Linked DNA regions of Mus musculus: region 2 is linked to region 1. Evidence: chromatin contacts called from public HiChIP or PLAC-seq data. All regions are on one chromosome and are shown on one strand. Each heading gives the region's core, a stretch centred on a gene start, on an enhancer-like site or on the middle of the called end of the contact. The rest is flanking DNA. Distances are from core to core; before and after follow the strand shown. Region 1 holds the start of Cyhr1 (cysteine and histidine rich 1). Region 2 holds the start of Gga1 (golgi associated, gamma adaptin ear containing, ARF binding protein 1).

The links. HiChIP or PLAC-seq counts read pairs in DNA pulled down with a chosen protein or histone mark.
Region 2: a contact with region 1 is called in an H3K4me3 HiChIP or PLAC-seq map of embryonic limb bud, with 4 times the contacts expected there. The contact joins the promoter of Gga1 here to the promoter of Cyhr1 in region 1. A contact is called at or near these places in 2 of 115 datasets of contacts at active chromatin or transcription factors (embryonic limb bud and fetal liver) and 1 of 9 other capture datasets (adipose tissue).

What each region holds. Positions count from the first base shown.
Region 1 is chr15:76,655,104-76,658,492 of GRCm38.p6, reverse strand. Cyhr1 (cysteine and histidine rich 1) reads left to right here and starts at 1,599. Exons shown (of 4, transcript NM_001357882.1): 1 at 1,599-2,133. The coding sequence starts at 1,777.
Region 2 is chr15:78,875,721-78,878,720 of GRCm38.p6, reverse strand. Gga1 (golgi associated, gamma adaptin ear containing, ARF binding protein 1) reads right to left here and starts at 1,531. Exons shown (of 17, transcript NM_145929.2): 1 at 1,104-1,531. The coding sequence starts at 1,146.

The DNA of each region.
Region 1 (3,389 bases), core at 350-2,849:
AAGAAGACAGGCTGCTACTGCTGCCAAAGGAGGATGTCTGTCGTTGGGCCCTGGCTGCAGGTAGTTGGGCCTATTGCAGGGCCCTGCACACACAGCGCCTGCAGTGGGAGTGATTGTAGCACTGATTGGGGCTTCTGTGCCAGGTACTACTATGCCTCCTACCTGCCCACATGTAGAGCCTGTTATAATTTTACTAATGGGCAGAGCTTGGGTGCTATCCCTTCTCTAGTCATGCATGTGTGGAAGTTTACCTAAACCAGAATGCTAACAACAGGTCTTCAGGACACTTGGGGCCTGGGAGGAACATGGTTGTGAGTCAGAGACCTGATTTCCAATAAACGTAAGGAATATACAGGAGTATGGAATTTGTTTATTCTTGAGCTAGCTTCCTAAGGCCTGTAAGGTGATTTCCCTGAGTAAAGGAGTGGGGGATGGGCTGTAAGTAGCAGAAGGTATTATTCACTTTGGCATCCTGGTAGACTTGCCAAGAGAACCCCCAGAGTGCCAGGCATGGTGGTGCAGGTCTTTAATTCCAGTTGGGAGGCAGAGACAAGCAGATCTCTGTGAGTTGTGGGTGGCCAGGCTGGCCTACATAGTGAGTTCCAGAATGGCCAGTGCAACATATAGTGAGACCCTGTATCAAAAAAAGAAAGAAAGAAAAGAAAAAGAAGAAAGAAAAACATTTTTAAAAAAGAAAAGAGAAAAAAAAAAACCAACTTCCCGTGAGAAGAGAGTTTTGGGCCTTGGTTTCCTGGGACACAGTAAATTTGCATATATCCTTGGTGGACCTGGCAGGTGGCCCTCTGGGGCAATGACCTTCACAAACTGATGGCTGTTTTCATAAAGGGCAGAAGAGTGCTATACCCTCAGCGATTCCCAGAAATTGCACATCTCTCTGGACTGACTTGATTACTACCTGTTTGACACCCTCTTGTCTGTGCAAGACATACCTTATAACTTAAAACCCCCTCTTTCTTCTATTCCAACTCTTTCTTTCTTCTACTCCAACTCTTTCTTTCTCCAACTCTGAGGTTGGGACGAAAGAGGTGGGTTAGGGAGTGAACCCAATAATCCTTCGCTGTTCCTGTACTTGCATCTTGTTGACCTTTATACCGTCGCGCAAGAGTGGTGGTAGGTGCGTTTTTCAAGATCCTGCTCTAATACTCCGGTCAGCTAGGCCAGAGCCTTGCACACACAAGCCCGAATTTCTGTACACATTGGCACAGGCATCCCCCCCCACCCCCCGCGCGCGAGCGCGACATGGGAGGCTTAGGGGCGCTTTGCACTCTCGAGGAGTCTGAAGTCTGGGGGCCTCTCCAGACCCCGAAGCTGATGGTACCTCTCCAAGGGCGGACTCCCCAAATCCCCCCACCCCCCGCCCTTCTCCGGATCCCCTCCTGGACCCCACCCCCTTCTGTTCACCTTCGAGGGTGGGTGGGCTCTCTGGCGTCCTCGCTCGTCCATTGGAGGTGGCCGCCGCGTCGTCTTGGCCCTCGCGGCGCTTCCATTGGCTTGCGCGAGGCCCACGTGATCAGGAGGGCGAGGGGGCGGTGGCGTGGGGGGGGGGTCCGCAGCGAAAACAAAGATGGCGGCCGCGCCGGGGTTGGTGGCCGGGGCGGCTGCGGGCCGACGGGCGGGCCAGGCCCACTGAGGCAGCTGCACGGTGGGCAGGCTGCGGGGTCGCCGCGGCAGTGAGAAGCCGGCAAGGGCGCGCGGCGACCCTAACTTCCAGCCGGCGAGCGCGCCGGCACCCGCCCGCCGGGCCGGCCGGCCGTGATGTCCGGCGCCGAGGAGGCCGGCGGGGGTGGCCCGGCTGCAGGGCCCGCGGGTGCCGTGCCGGCCGGGGTCGGGGTAGGGGCCGGGCCTGGGGCTGCCGCGGGGCCGGCTGCGGCGGCTCTGGGCGAGGCGGCGGGGCCCGGGATCCCGGACGAGGCGGCCCTGGCCGGCGCTCGGCAGCTGCAAGAGGCGGCCGGCGACCCCGACGCGCCGCCCAAGAAGCGGCTGCGGGCGGCCGAGGCAGCCGAGGCGGCGGCGGCGGCAGTGGCAGCGGGCAGTGGAAAGCTGGAGGAGCGTCTCTACTCGGTGCTGTGCTGCACCGTGTGCCTGGACCTGCCCAAGGCTTCCGTGTACCAGGTAGGGCCGCCGGCCCGGCCCGGCGCCGCGTTGCCTGGAGGCCTGTGGCCGGTGGCCGGGAATCCTTCCTATCCAAACATCCACCTTCCAGGTCTACGAAACCCCGCTCCTGTCTCTCGAGGCTCCTTATCCTTTCTTGCTCTGAATCTCATTTTCTGTGTTCGATGGTACCCTTTACTCCCCAGTCTGAATTTCCATTCTCCTCCGTAGATCTCTTCACCTTCTGGTTCCTCCAGGGTGCCTCCTTGATAGATTCCACATTCTTTTCAGCTGACCATGTAGAGATCTGTGAACAGGTACCCACCCTTTTCTACTGCTCATCAATACTGTCCCTCACTTCTAGACCCCTGGGTGAAGAAACTTCTTTCCTGGAGACAGGGCTCCAATTCTGGCAGCCACACCCCCAAAAGTGTCCTTCCATATCTGAACAACTAAGTAAATCTTCTTTTGTGCCCTGGGGAGTCAGTCCTGTGTCCTTCTGAAGACCTGGAAGAAAGGAGGGCCTCTCATCCCTTCTCAGTTCTGATCTGGAGGAAGCAATCCGCAACAAACTTTACTGTCAGGGTACTTTCTCCTGCCCCAGCCTAGCCAGTATTTCTATTCGGGGCCACCTCACCCATACCAAGCTGGCTTCCAAGGTTGCCAGTATCCAGGAACTTTGTCCTGCCTTCCCACTTGAAGACCCAGCATGCCAGTCAGTCTCAGAGTCCTGGTCTGTGTGGGTCTAACATGTCCTCTTCCAGGTAAAAGAGAGCAGACCTCTGGTTCAGTGGGAAATGTCTGTCCACCTTCCCCTGGTCTTTCTGCCTCAGTTCCCAGCCTCTTTGAAAAACAGAGCAGAGTCTCTTGTCAGCTTTCTTTGTACTTTCAGGAGCTAAAAGTGGCTGGTGGGGCCTGTTTCCCTGCTTTTCTTTACACAGAAGACCTGGCTGAGGGCCAGTAGAGGTCTAGTCTGTGTAGCCGTTTCCCTCTCCTTTGGATCTCCGTGTTCTTTCTGCCTTGGCTTGTGGTTTTGAGGTGGTGTGGGGTGATCCTGATGACCTGGATGGGGCAGTCACCCTCCTAGGTGTTAGGCCGGGCGAACTGGAGACAAGTTTCCCACAGCTGCTGATTCTAGCACCGGTATTTACCTCTCATTTTAGGGGCCATCAGAACCTGCTCACAGCTAGCCTTTTTCTTGTCTTGGCTTCTCGGCCCTTCTTAGTGGGGGGAGTTCTTCCTTTCCTAGGATTTCGTGAGAATCCAGCAAGACAGGC
Region 2 (3,000 bases), core at 282-2,781, 2.2 Mb before region 1:
AGAAACCCTGACTAAGACAGATGGGGAAAATATCTATGGTCCTCTTTTACCTCTGACCTCCTGAGACCCGTGCAGTACTGTATCTCATGCAGTCCATGGTCACTGTCTCCTTCTAACCACCAATCAACCCCACTGCCAGGCTGACTCTCCTCCGCCCCCCCCCCCCCCCCCAGATCGGTGAGCTCTGGGAATCAACCTTCCAGTTCAACTTCCTTCGAGGCTGGCTTCAAAGATGCTGACCATGTCGGCCCACACCACCCTGCACAGATCCTTGCTATATCTCAGACCAGGAGGTTGAGCTTGAGGATAGACCGGAAGGCTTCTCTGGGTCACATCCCTGAAAGGCCTTGGGACAGACCTGTCACTAAATGGACCAGAAGAGCCAACCTGCAGCTCCCAGGGGCAGAGTTCAGGAATGGGGTTGGCAAGGCCAAGGATCTTCAACAAGCAGTGTGGGACAGGGAGAACAGAGGATGGGGCTTGGAAGCCAGAGTTGGAGGAAGCTGTTTCGAAGGAGACAGGAAACAAGGACAGAGGCCTGGGGAGGAGGCTCAGCAGGGGCTAGGAAAGCAATCTGGGACGCAAAGCAAGGCTGGGCTTGGGTATAACGACAGAGAACTTGATTTCCTTATGGAGTCTTAGACGGGACCCTTTCAAGCACTGGGAGTTTCTCCAGGCGCGGACAGAGCTGGATCAGATGGGCCAGGGGTCCCCCCTTTCCTGGGCTGGGGGACCGAGCAGATCTAAGAAGAGCTGCGGGCACAGGGTTTGAAAGACTCAGGCCCTGAGGAAGTGGGGGGATCCCTCTAGGGGAAGACTCGAGGGTCTGCGCTTTGGTGCAACAGGCAGGGCCTTCGGGGGTCCGGGATAACTCTGCGCCACCGGGTCACCGGGGTGGGTGGGCGGCGCCCGCTCCCGGCCAGGCTGCGCGCAGCTGCCAGGGTCCGAGCGGAGCGACAGACTGGGGCGCCGCCCCTCCGGGTCGGGGGGCGGGGCGTGAGGAGGGGGCGCGCGGACCCCGCCCCGCCGGGAGAGAGAGAGGGGCCAGCCTCGCGCCCCCGGTTCCGGTTCCGGTCCGGCTCGCGCCCCTCCCGGACACTCACTGATTCGTGCCTCCAGAGTCTCCGGCTCCATCGCGGGCTCCATCCGCCACGGGCCCCCGGCCTCGGCGCCGCCCCCCGCCCCCCGGCCGCTCTCGCGGGAACTCCTCGGCTCCGCCCTCGGCCGGTTAAAGGGGCCGCGTCCACCCCGCGGAGTAGGAACGCGGCACCGGGACGCCGGGCACCATCGAGACGCGGGTGGAGCCGCCTAGAGCGTCGCCTCGTCGGCGCCCCTCCCCCTGGCGGCTGGCGGAGTCGCCGGTGGGGCTGGTCGGCGGCCTCGCAGCTCCGGGCGCTCGGGCGGGAGAGGAAGAGGAGAGCCTGGGGGTGGCGGGCGGCACCATAGAAACCCCGCGGGACCGCTCTAACTCAGTTAGCGTCACGCAGAGACCCGTGACCGCTTCCGGGACAACGCTCCGGAGCCATGTTTCTGAAGGGGTTCTGAAGTCACTTCCGGAGCCCTCAGGGGTACTTCCGCTTACGTGGGAAGATGTCAAAGTCCCTTAAAAGGGCAACTGGGCACTGTGGCCGCCGCCAACGCGATGAGGTTAAGCTAACGTTTGTTTAGCTCTTAAAGCCCTAGGCATTGTTCTGAGCAGTTTTTTCCCCTTTGAGACAAGGGCTCACTGTCTTGCTCTGGCAGTCCTGAAGCTCGCTCTGTAGAATAGGCTGGCGTGGAATTCCTGAGATCCGCCTTTTTCCGCCTCCCAAGTGCAGACATTAAAGAAGTGTGCCACCACGCCCAGCAAAGGGCTAAGTCTTTTTTTTTTCTTAACCTATGAATCTACATTCAAACCCGGGAGCCAGGTTATGAGTTTGCCTGAGGTCATTAGGGGTCAGTGCTTGCACCGAGTACTTAATTCTGCATTCAGTTTAGAAACTCCTTGCATTTGGGTTATTCGGTGCCCAGCCCTGGAGAGAAAGACAAGGCCAGATATATATCCTACAAGGTGATGATAACGCCCGCACTTATCAGACAGAGGCAGGAGGTTATCAGTTCAAGGCCAGTGTGGAATATCGTATCTCAAAGCACGTAACACTCTCAAGGTGATGGGGAAGCCAGAGAGGTGGTGGCAAAATGAGAGGTTATCTTTCCCCAAACTGGAATGGTGACGACGTCAGGCTCTTTTTTTGAGGTGGTTTAGGAGGAGGCAAAATGTGAGGTACTTTCACCCGCTTTTTCCACCCTCTGCGGTCGCCTTGGCTAATTCTCAGGAATGCCAGTTCGCTCTCTGTAGCCTCTGGCGGCCGTCGGGGGAACTGGCTACTGTGCCCTCTCCAGCGAGCCTGTGCCAGGAAGAGTTAAAGAGCATCTGAGACCAAGGAACCGGCGAATCCAGTTCCGCATGCCTGTGGCCTTGGAGGGATCAGTATTCACCTTGCAGAACCAGTTACCTCATTTCAGTCGGGTTTTCTTCTGAACCCAACTCTCAGTGAGACGTTTAATTCTCTCCTGCAACCTATAAGATACGGGAGAGGGTAACAAGATGGGCTCCGCCTGCTTTGTTTTCTTTATTTTTAAAATTGTTAATGAAATAAAACCCAACTGCAGGCCGGGCAGTGGTGGCGCACGCCACCTAGCACTTGAGAGGAAGAGGCAGGTGAATCTCCGAGTTCAAAGTCAGCCTGGTCTACGGAGCGAGTTCCAGGACCCAGGGCTACACAGAACAAAACCCAAAACAAAAACCCAAACTGCATTTGCCAAATTGATTTAAAGTCAGATCACTACTCACAGGCACTTTTGGTGGAGCGACAGAGGCAGGGTCTCCTGTAAGCCTAGGCAGGCCTTGAACGCACTATAGACTTGATCTCTGATCCTTCTTTCTCCACCTTCTGCGTGCATCACCACACCTGCAAGAGAATAGGACTTCTTGCAAGCTAAGCAACACGCTACCAACTG